Regions from separate parts of the Triticum aestivum genome. Here region 1 is linked to region 2. The links are chromatin contacts, called in public Hi-C maps. All regions are on one chromosome and are shown on one strand. Each heading gives the region's core, a stretch centred on a gene start, on an enhancer-like site or on the middle of the called end of the contact. The rest is flanking DNA. Distances are from core to core; before and after follow the strand shown.

The links. A called contact is a pair of places that touch in the nucleus more often than the background predicts.
Region 1: a contact with region 2 is called in a Hi-C map of leaf, with 3 times the contacts expected there. The contact joins the enhancer-like site here to the promoter of LOC123128172 in region 2. A contact is called at or near these places in 3 of 5 Hi-C or Micro-C datasets (leaf and an unstated tissue).

Annotation. Positions count from the first base shown.
Region 1 is chr6A:507,643,235-507,649,355 of IWGSC CS RefSeq v2.1, forward strand. No RefSeq gene overlaps it. Among protein-coding and RNA genes, the nearest start is that of LOC123128173, 83 kb to the right of the region's middle. Within about 2 kb of position 1,272, at least 6 of the 8 cell types and tissues checked have an H3K27ac peak or open chromatin away from gene starts, as enhancers often do. A contact at or near this core is called in leaf, where this site is marked.
Region 2 is chr6A:507,533,736-507,539,644 of IWGSC CS RefSeq v2.1, forward strand. LOC123128172 (AT-hook motif nuclear-localized protein 25) reads right to left here and starts at 1,259. Exons shown (of 2, transcript XM_044548105.1): 1 at 890-1,259; 2 at 1-648. The coding sequence starts at 546.

The sequences.
Region 1 (6,121 bases), core at 22-2,521, 110 kb after region 2:
CTGGTACAAAGACAAAGTACCAGAGTAACTTAACCTAATTAACATCGTCTTCAGCTTTAAGTAATCCGAGCTCCTGCATGCCTAGGTGAAATGCACTGAGAGGAGCTGATTAGATGGGTGGACGGGACAGGCCACGACGCGATTAATATAAGCACGGCTTAGCTAATCATGCTAGCTAACTAGCGAGCATCCAATGACCCGCCGGCCGGTTGATTAAGAAACTGGCGATGGCGGGCTAAAGCCCGATTAAAGTAGCCTGGCACGCAAGTGGGCAGGGGATTAGATTAACTAGATTAGATCGGACGATCTCTCAGAGCTGTGGGATTAAGATAATTAATCCCGCGCGGCGCTCTGTCCCGTCGATCGCCGGGCATGTGCCGTCGCCCGCGCTTGTCGCCTTGCGCCGTCGCCGTGGACGGCCCCTCGATCGCGCGCTGCCCTGTCCAGTTGTTAGCTTAGCGAGCGAGCTAGCTAATGATAACCATATACTTGTATAATCTTTTCGTTTGTTAATGCGCCTCTCTGACTTTAGCGCATCGATTGTTAACGACCCTTCCTCGAGCAGCCTAGCTAGGGTCGATCGATCGACAGTCTGTGTGCTGTGCGCATTATACTTTGCTTGCTTGATTGATTGGACTCCAATCCATCGAGATGAAGTGATGCGCCAAGTTGGCTGGCTCGCTGGCTGGCCGGCCGGTCTTAACCTGTGCTCGCCTAATCCGGGCTAGATACATGCAACTTGGAATCAATGGCGGCCGGCTCCATGTTTGCATGCATCCCTCCCTGTCATTTCATGGAATTATGTCCCCCCATTTTGAGTTGTCCTGATCTGGAACCAGTGCTACTACATGGCGTCCCCATCGGTCGATCTTTTTTTAGATAGTAATCAAGGAAGGCCATCGTTGATTATTGGCCTGGTTTGGGTTAATTAGAGGGGTCTTGCTTGAGCTAAACCGACATCGAAATCAATCAGATAGGAGTACAAAATTGGTTGTTCAGGTGTATCTCTAACTTAAGATCCTCCTACGTTTTAAATACTGTCAACGGATCGCGAAGGATAGGGTTAACAACAGGCGCGCAGTGGGCGCGGCGTTCGGGGCGAGGGCAGGAGCGAGGAGGACACTTGTCGAGCAGCGGGCCTGCAAATGCCCTTTCCTTCGCTGTTGGTGTGGGGAGCCGATGAACAGCGGTTGCACTAGAGGCGGCACGTGGGATGGGGGAGCTCTTCACTGGGCCGTGGGGGCGAGGAGAGGGCCACGCGCACACGTGGGGGGCGGCCCCCGCGACGGGGACGCGCCCACCGGGTGGGTGCGCCGTGCGGTGCGGACGGAGCGCAGGGAGGGAGAACCGGAGATGTCACGTCGAATCTTTGACGACGCCCGCGCGTGATGGGCCGGCCGGCGGGCCACGCGGAGCAACTGGCGGGCCGCGCGCCCATGTGACGATGCCGGCCGGCGACATGCACGCAGGCGCCCGTCGATCGTTGCTCCCCCGCGCGCGCGCGGTGCCGTCACGTCCGCGAGCGAACATGGCGACGGCGACGAGGGAGGGGCCGGTGCCCGCCGCCGTCGCCGTCGATGCATCACACGAACGTCTCCCGAGTTGGCCCGGGAATCATGGGCTCGGTGTATGCAGCGGTAGTAGTGGAGATCTCACGGCCCACTAGCATCCCTTATGCCCTTCTTCTTCTTTTTTCAAGGGAAAAGAGCCGGATGAAATGAAATAGTAGTAGCCCGTGCTCGTACGGAGATTTGGCAGAGTGTGGTCCGGTCCCACACATATTTGCGCGAAAGCGAGGTGCATTTTATATTTGAAAAGGGCCGGAGAAAGGTAAATTCGAGTTGTTCCTGGCTAGTGCTGCCTGCCTGCTGCGTAAGAACCGGCACGGCATGGGCGGCAGGTATATTCGTTTGACAAACACAGAAAGTGGGCGGCAACTGGATTGACGAGAGATTTTTTCTAACCGAAATCTGCGAGCTCAAGGAACCAAAGCATATTTAACCTTTTTGAAATCCGTGTGCTGGTTGATTGGAACCGGTGCAAGTTTTGACTCATCTCGATCGGAAACCGACTGTTGCAAACAAGCCCACGCATTGTTAAAACAGAAGGAGAACAAAATAAGGGAAGGTAGTTATGACATTTGAACTATTAACATGGAGACAGGCAAACTGAACATAAACAGTGGACTCTTCAAAAAAGACTGTAGCTCAATGTCAACCATCTCCTCTTTTTTTTTGAGAAATTGTCACCGTTATAGTGGGAACCTTATTTCAGGAGTGGACTTTTTCAAGTTATCAAGATATTTCCAACCGTTGCTTTAAAAGAGTTGTGGGTGATGGCTGCAAGCAGGGACGGTGACAAACCCCAGCCACGCGGAGCGCCTATACCTTGCTTGGTACAAGATCTTTATGGGACGCTCGCTTGCAGCGCCACCTCAAATGGGTTGGGCCCAAAGTTTCCGTGTGCAGCACCATATACACACGGTATATCATAACGTATCCGTGTTTAGTTTTTTTTAATATTCTAACAAGGTATAAATACAAATATTCCAAAAATAAATATACTTAAATTTTTAAAATGTTGTGCGTTTAAAAAATGCTGATAGCATTGAAAAAATGGTTCATTACGTTTTAAAAATGTTTACGCACATGGAAAAGATGTTCATGACATTTCCATAAAATGTTTACATAATTTCTAAAAAATGTTTGCGTTAATTAAAAAGTGATTCATGCCATTTAATAAAAATGTTCACGTGTTTCAACAGATATGTTCATCACAACTCAACAAAATATTATTAAATGTAAAAATGTTGGGGTAGTTAAAAAACGTTTCATACCATTTAATATTTTCGTGCTTTTAAGCTAATGTCACGCGTTCCAAGCTTATGTGAGTGACATTTTAACAAAAATCTTTACAGAACATAAATAAATCACATAGTTAAAAAATGTTTTCTACCATTCAGAAAAATGTTCAATTCATATTAGAACATGTTATGTGTATATATGTATTTCAAAAAATGTTAACCAGATATATGAGAAATGTTCAACGTGTATAAAAAATTGTTACATGTGTATATAAAAATGTACAACATGTATTAAAAAAAGTCAAACCTGTATTCAGAAAATAAAAAACAGAAAGAAAAACACGACGAAAACCAAAGAAAACCAAAGAGAAAACAATAAAATCATGAAAACCTAAAAAAACACAACAAATAAAGAAAAATCCCATGGAATGTTGTAAAACTAAACCGGTGCATACAAACTTCCCAAAGCTTCTATACTAGGCCAACCCACTAAGGCAAGTCATAGACGAGTGCCAAACAGAGGTGACGCTATCATATGTCTTGATATGGGTGAGAAATAGCTTCCATGCTCGATGCCCGTGCGTAGGGGCTGCGGCTATGTCCTGTGTGTTGGGGAACACAATAATATTAAAAAAATTCTTACGCACACGTAAGATCTATCTAGGTGATGGATAGCAACGAGAGAGGAAGAGTGTTGTCTACGTACCATCGTAGACCGTAAGCGGAAGCGTTATGACAACGCGGTTGATGTAGTCGTACGTCTTCACGATCCGACCGATTCTAGCACCGAAGGTACGGCACCTTCGCGATCTGCACACGTTCGGTGACGTCCCGCGAACTCTAGATCCAGCTGAGTGTCGAGGGAGAGTTTCGTCAGCACGGCGGCGTGATGACGGTGATGATGAAGCTATCGGCGCAGGGCTTCGCCTAATCACTGCAACGATATGACCGAGGTGGATTATGATGGAGGGGGGCATCGCACACGGCTAAACAATGTCAACTTGTGTGTTTTAGGGTGCCCCCCTGTTGGGGAACGCAGTAATTTCAAAAAAATTCCTATGCACACGCAAAATCATGGTGATGCATAGCAACGAGAGGGGAGAGTATCGTCTACGTACGCTCGTAGACCGTAAGCGGAAGCGTTATGACAACGCGGTTGATGTAGTCGTACGTATTCACGATCGACCGATCCCAGCACCGAAGGTACGGCACCTCCGCGATCTGCACACGTTCGGCTCGGTGACGTCCCGCGAACTGACGATCCAGTAGAGCTTCGAGGGAGAGCTTCGTTAGTACGAGGCGTGATGACGGTGATAATGTTGCTACCGGAACAGGGCTTCGCCTAAGCACCGCTACGATATGACCGAGGCGGATTATGGTGGAGGGGGGCACCGCACACGGCTTGGAACAATCAACTTGTGTGTTCTTGGGTGTCCCCCTGCCCCCGTATATATAGAAGCAAGGGGGAGGCCAGCCGGCCCTAGTGGCGCCCAAGGAGAGGAGGAATCCTCCTCCTAGTAGGAGTAGGATTCATCCTTTCCTAGTCCTACTAGGAAGGAGGAAGGGGAAAGGAAAGAGAGGGAGAGGGAAAGAGGGGCCGCACCCCCTCCCTAGTCCTATTTGGACTCCCCTTGGGGGGGGGCACCTCCTGGGCTACTGCCCTCTCTCTCCCCTAAGGCCCACTGAAGCCCAATACTTCCCCGGGGGTTCCGGTAACCCTTCTGGCACTCCGGTTTTCTTCGGAATCATCCGAAACACTTCCGGTGTCCGAATATAGCCGTCCAATATATCGATCTTTATGTCTCAACCATTTTGAGACTCCTCATCATGTCCGTGATCATATCCGGGACTCCGAACTACCTTCGGTACACATAAACTCATAATACTGATCGTCACCGAACGTTAAGCGTGCAGACTGTTGGGGATATTACTACTGGAGGTAAACCGGCCTTATGTAGCCGGTTTGACTCTTTGAAGATTAGAAGCCCATGAAGATGTGAGGATAATGGCGCTTTAAGGAAGGCCCAAGGCCCAAAGAAGGGTTATAGCCTGTAAATGTAAACCGACCTAGTCAAATAATTTGTATGATAAGATAGGGAGAGTAGAGACCGAACCGGACACGTTTATCATCCGGCTTCGGGGCTCTGTAGTCCGGCGGGCGTCAACCTATGTATATAAAGGGACGACCCGGCCGCGGTTTAGGGACATACAACAACAACTCGAGAGCCAGACAAAGCGGCTTCGCTCCCTGGCCTTCGAAACCCTAGCAATACCAATCACAACAAGACGTAGGCTTTTACCTTCCTCGAAGGGGCCAAACTAGTATAAAATTCCCCGTGTCCCTTGTCCGGTTTAACCCCTTAAGCTAACCCGTAGCGATGGATCCACGACTAAGTCCTTTCATGAGGACATCTGCCATGACAAACCCACGACAGTTGGCACCCACCGTGGGGCTATCGCATGATGGTTTTGAGTTCTTGAAGGGCAGCTTCGATGGACTTAAGGGATACGCTGTGGGCCGGATGACGAAGAGTCGTCGCGACAAGCTCTACATCGACAACGCAGGATGGGGTCCCGAGGCCGATTCAATCGAATACGGGTACCGGGTCCCCTTTGGTGGGATTCACGTCTTCATCGGCAAGATCGGCGAACCGGCCCCCGAGCCGGACATCTACACCGACATCATCGAAACGGCTCGGCGTGCAAGTTCTTCGCCGGTTCAGCCCGAGGCAAGGCATGTTTTCGTAGGTGTCGTCCATGGATCGAGGTATGAGGATGGACCGGTGTCTGATGGAGAAATCGTAGTCTGTTCTGATAGCGAGTCTTCTGGAGGGACTGAATCACTTTACCAGTTGCAGGACGGCCGGATTGAGAGAGGATCCGAGGGCAACAGTATTCCGGATTCCCCCGGTCTGCCAAACTGGGCCGCCATCTTCATGGCCGGCACACAATCGGCGCCTCATTCATCTACCGCTGCAGCAATGCTCTCCGGTTCAACGACGGCCACACCAGCAGGGGCAGGAAGCTCGGCGCCGCCTCCGGCCCAAGTCTTGTCTGATTTGTTCGACGCTTTGGCAGCGTTGATGTCCGCGGAGGTGGATGCAGCAGCCAGGGATCAGCACAATGCGGAGATTACAAAGGTGAAAGATCAGATAGCCCAGGCTAAAGCAGACCTGGCAACAGAGAATGCTAGGATGGCTACAGAGCGGGCTGAATTGGAAGCACAGGCCTACCGGATTAGACTGGATCAGAATGCTTCAAAGGAAGTCCTGAGAAGAAGGTATCGATCACGTCTCCCGTCGGTTTATGAGCCGCAGA
Region 2 (5,909 bases), core at 9-2,508:
CCGGAGCGTGGCCACCACGCTGCCCGGGGGCGACGCACCCGGCTGGCGGAGCGCCACGTTGACGACGGCGCCGCCGCCGCTCAGCACACAGACGCCACGGCCGCGGCGGCGCGCGTACTCGGAGACGCAGTCGACGATATCGGCCCCCGCGGAGACCTCGAGGACGTGCGAGTGCAGCGCGTTGGGGCTGTCGCGCGTCACGATGATGGGCGGCTTGGGCTTGTTCTTGGACCCCGCGGGTCGGCCGCGCGGACGGCGGGTGGGCCCGCCCGAGCCGCCGCTGCCGCCTCCTCCGCTGCTACCGTCGACCGGGACCATGGCAGACGACGACGGCTGGTCAGCGCCAGCGCCGCCGCCGCTCCCGCCGGCGTCCGCGTCGCCCACGGGGGTCTTGTCGGGCGACGACATCTTGGAGTGCTCCATCTTGACGTGGGAGTTGGGCGAGAGCGGCGAGGGCTGCTGCTGCTGCTGCGGGCGGAGCAGGTGGTGGAAGTAGCGCGAGCTGCCGGCGCCCGGGCTGCCCCCGCCAGGGTCCATCCCGGCCATGGCCGCTTCATCTGGCCGCTCCCACCACTTGCCGGCCGCCAGCTTTGCCGTCGATCGGTCGCCCTCCACACCTCCTTCTCTTCAGCGCTAGCTCCACCGCCACTACACCGATTACCCACAGCAGACTAATTAGTTCGCATGCGGCAGTGCAGCACAGCTACGAAAGGAGAGAAGCAAGCAACACGAAATGGAAGATCTTATATCCATGGGGGGCTACTCTTTCTTTTCTTTCTATCCTGGCGGCGTCGTCAACTTGACGACTTGCCTAGACTCTAGAGCTGCTCTAAGCAATGATGCACTCTAGCTAGCTAGTAAAGCAAGCTCGCGAGCTCATGTTCCTTACCTCCAGCACAAGCTTCCCCCCGACGGCGGCGGCGCTTTGCGGCAGAGACGCGCCTCCCCCTCCACCAAGCGCGCTTTCCCGGCCCGTGAGCTAGCGCGCAGCCAGCTGCCCGGGCAAGAGCAAGACGGATCGGTCGAGGTCTCCACACGTACTAAGAGGGAGCGCAGGATCGAGAAGAGGCCGGACGTGGCGGCGAGGGATGGAGGGAGCGGCGAATTAAAGGCGGGCTGGGAGGAAGAAGGGGGGACGGCGAGGGATGGGATGGCGCTGCTGATAAGGCCCGACCTCGCAGTCTCGCTATCTCATCTATGTAGTAGTACGAGCATGATGGCTCCCGATTCCGAGAAGTCCCACCGCACCCCCCACCAACTCCGTTTTTACTCGCTCCAGGTCGGGCCGGGGAAGCGATGGCCCGCGCAATCCCAAAGCGACGCGCCCCGATCGAGCCCGGCCGTGGACTCGTTTGTCGCGTTAGTTGGACCGGCCGGCCGGCCAGGACACGGGCGCCCGCGCGGGGGACCCTAGGCTGCGTCTAGAGCCACAACGGCGCAGGCCAGCCCGAGCGCGCGCGCGCGCGGACACGTACCGCGCGTACGTGCCGCCCTAGCGCACGCGCTAGCTAGCTCCAGTGCGCGCCTGCCGATGCCGTTGTGACCGCAGCGCAGAGTCTGGTGGACAGTAGGCAGACAAGGCTAAATGAAGGCGTGAGCTAGCATAGGGGGCGCGTCTAAATTAGGGACGTTTTACTGTGCTGGTCATTCCTTTTCTTTATAGTATACGGCTGGCCAGGTACGCACGCACAGGACAGCCGGCCTCGTACGATACGGTTGTACGTATGCTTGGGTTAATTAACCTAACCAGTAACCACGACATGCTGTCATGATCATCACTCGCGCGACCGATTTAAAATGGACTGGTTGGAATCTGGACACTGCTGGGATGATGGAAGCTACGTTCACAAGTAATGCTTCGACTTAGTACGATCGTAGCACATGTACAGCTATTCTCGCACTAATTAATCATGCTAGCACTCCCATGGCTCCATGCATGAATAATGTGCCATATACGCGGCGCCGTACGTGGCCCACGGGTCCCGTCGAGACATGGATAATCAGAGGGGAGGAAGGGGATTAACTAGGGTTTGTTGTGGTGGAGCTTTTCTCCGAGGACAAGGAGGACAATCAAACCTTGGCGCTTTGCCCAGGCGTTCCATCTCTTCCGATCAGGGGTCATTGTCATGTGACACACGCGGGAGCCAACGAATTTCAATGGCCACGCCCTGATTGGTGCCATCTCCAGACGCGGCAGTACAATACACGTACTGACTGATCGAGACGGCGACAAATCAGGGCCGGGATAATACTCGCGAAAATGGGCGTGCGTCAACGCGAGCTTCACACGCATAAAAGAATTGCGAGTGTGTGCACAGCGAGTTTGTATATATCCGACCTCCGAGGTGAGGCTCTCCGACCCGATCTTTAGTTTAGTTCCGGCGGCTAGTATTCGTGTTCTTCGGAGGTGCGTGATTACGACACCCACCAGCTTTTTAACAATAGTAGTAATCTAAGATTTGACCCAGACAATGGAGCAGGACTTCTTGTGTTTGCTTACCATTGGTGTGCACATGTGTATGGTGCGTAAACAGTACGACCCACCACCATGGGTGATTATAATCGATATTTGATGAATCCTCACATGCCCTCCGGCCCCTTCTTCGCCTCATGTGCAGTGGTGAAATTAGAGAACAAGACCATTGAGGTCAGCTTCGTTGCTTTAAGGTGTACTCTCGGCAGTGACAAAGACAAATTAGTGCAAAATCGGGCAATAGCACCGGTTCGTAAGGCCCTTTAGTACCGGTTCGGTAACCGGCACTAAAATATGGACACTAAAGGTCCCCCTTTAGTACCGGTTCAGCACGAACCGGTGCTAAAGGGCAACCACGTGTCACGAGTCAGCTCCAGGGGCAGGGAGCCCTTTAGTACCGGTTGGTGACACCAACCGGTATTAAAAGGTTGGGGGGTTTTGGGTTTATAATTTCTTTTTCATTTAATTTTGTATTTTTCATTTAATTCTTTTCGTTTGCTGGTATTTTACGATACTACATATTGTACACATTATGCATATATATAAATAGAATTTCTAGTAGAACCGATCATATATATATGTATATATATATCATCGAATGTCTCACAACCACAACCACCATTAATTAATTCACACATATATACACACATGTTAAATACAATTAGCTAGTTATATACAATTTCTTCTAATTGGTGCCTTCGGAGCCAGTGGCATTAGACTAATTGGTGCCTTTGGAGCACGATAACAATTGGAAGTGCTTCATGGGGGCGGTAGCGGGTAAAAGTATTCTCCTTTGGGATCTATGACCTAGTCGAGCAAAAATCCCGCTATTTCCTCTTGAATTGCTTCTATGCGGTCGTCTGGTAGGAGCTTCTTCCGCACCTCTTTGAACTGTTAAGAAGGAGATCAATATGCATGTGTATTAGTTGTGTGACTAGATATCGATAATGGTGTAAAAATTGTGAAGAGTGTTCTGACAAACGTACCCACTCATGTCTTTGAGATCTGCTCCTTTCGGACGCCATCATGCGAATGTTCTCGCAAACGCAGTATGCACACAGATTATTCCCCGGCGCCTGCTTCAGGGCCTTTACGAGAATGGAATTTGATCAGATAATAATTAATCAAGCATGATAATTAAAGAGATGACCTCTTCGCATAGGTGAACTAGAACGCGCGTCATGATGTTGAAGAAGGATGGTGGGAACACCAACTCGAAACTGACAAGACATTGCACCAAATCATTCTCTAACCTTGGTATGATTTCTGGATCGATTACCTGCTGAGAGATTGCATTGAGGAATGCACATAGCTTCACAATGGCTAATCAAACGTTTTCCGGTAGAAGCCCCCTCAATGCAACCGGAAGCAGTTGCGTCATAATCACGTGGCAGTCATGAGACATTAGGTTCTGAAACTTTTTCTCTGCCATGTTTATTATTCCCTTTATATTCGACGAGAAGCCAGACGGTACATTAATACTGAGCAGGCATTCAAAGAAGATTGCCTTCTCTTCTTTGGTAAGAGCGTAGCTTGCCTGACCCTGATGTATGCCGTCTTTTCCGTGCATACGTTGCTGGTCCTCCCGTGCCTCAGGTGTATCTTTTGTCTTCCCATACACGCCCAAGAAGCCAAGCAGGGTCACACAAAGATTCTTCGTCATGTGCATCACGTCGATTGCGGAGCGGACCTCTAGGTCTTTCCAATAGGGCAGGTTCCAAAATATAGATTTCTTCTTCCACATGAGTGCGCGTCCGTCAGCGTCATTCGAAACAGGTTGTCCACCAGGACCCTTTCCAAAGACCACCTTCAAATCCTTGACCATATCATGTACATCAGCATCAGTACGGTGGCGAGGCTTCGTCCGGTGATCCGCCTCACCTTTGAAATGCTTGCCTTTCTTTCTTACGGGATGCCTACTCGGAAGAAATCGACGATGTCCCAGGTACACATTCTTCTTACAATTAGTCAAACATATACTGTCGGTATCGTCCAAACAGTGCGTGCATGCGCGGTATCCCTTATTTGTCTGTCCTGAAAGGTTACTGAGAGCAGGCCAATCATTGATGGTCACGAACAGCAACGCCTTTAGGTCAAATTCTTTCCCCATGTGCTCATCCCACGCACGTACACCTGTTCCATTCCATAGTTGTAAGCGTTCTTCAACTAATGGCCTTAGGTACACATCAATGTCGTTGCTGGGTTGCTTAGGGCCTTGGATGAGCACTGGCATCATAATGAACTTCCGCTTCATGCACAACCAAGGAGGAAGGTTATACAAACATAGAGTCACAGGCCAGGTGCTATGGTTGCTGCTCTGCTCCCCAAAAGGATCAATGTCATTTGCGCTTAGACCAAACCATACGTTCCTTGCGTCATCTTCAAACTCCTTCCCGTACTTTCTTTCGATTTTTCTCCACGGCAACCCTTCAGCGGGTACTCTCAACTTTCCGTCTTTCTTACGGTCTTCTCTGTGCCATCGCATCACCTTGGCATGCTCTTTGTTTTGGAACAAACGTTTCAACCGTGGTATTATAGGAGCATACCACATCACCTTGGCAGGAATCTTCTTCCTGGGGCGCTCGCCCTCGACATCACTAGGGTCATCGCGGCTAATCTTATAGTGCAATGCACCGCATACCGGGCAAGCGTTCAAATCCTCGTACTCACCACCATAGAGGATGCAATCATTAGGGCATGCATGTATCTTCTGCACCTCTAACCCTAGAGGGCAGACAACCTTCTTTGTTTCTTACGTACTCTCGGGCAATTCGTTGTCCTTTGGAAGCATATTCTTTATCATTACCAGCAACTTTCCAAATCCCTTGTCAGATACACCATTCTCTGCCTTCCATTGTAGCAATTCCAGTGTGGTGCCCAGCTTTTTCTTGTCACCTACGCAATTCGGGTACATAAATTTTTTGTGATCCTCGAACATGCGCTGCAACTTCTTCTCCAAATCACTTGCACAGTTTCTCTTTGCATCGGCAATGGCCCAACCTAGATCATCAACGGGCTCATCTGATGCCTCTTCTTCAGCTTCTTCCCGCATTGCCGGCTCAGCTTCTTCCCGCATTACCGGCTCAGCTTCTTCCCTCATTGTTGTATCATCGTATTCAGGGAACCCATGGCCAGGATAGCTGTCGTCGTCCTCTTCTTCTTCATTGTCTTCCATCATAACCCCTCTTTCTCCATGTTTGGTCCAAACATTATAGTGGGGCATGAAACCGGACTCAAACAGGTGGACGTGAATGGTTCTTGACGTAGAGTAATTGTGACCATTCTTACAGCCAGCACATGGACAAGGCATAAAACTATCCGCCCGCTTGTTTGCCTCAGCTGCAAGCAGAAAAGTACGCACGCCATTAATGAACTCGGGAGAGCATCAGTCATCGTACATCCATTGCCGGCTCATCTTCAATACACAGCACCGAAA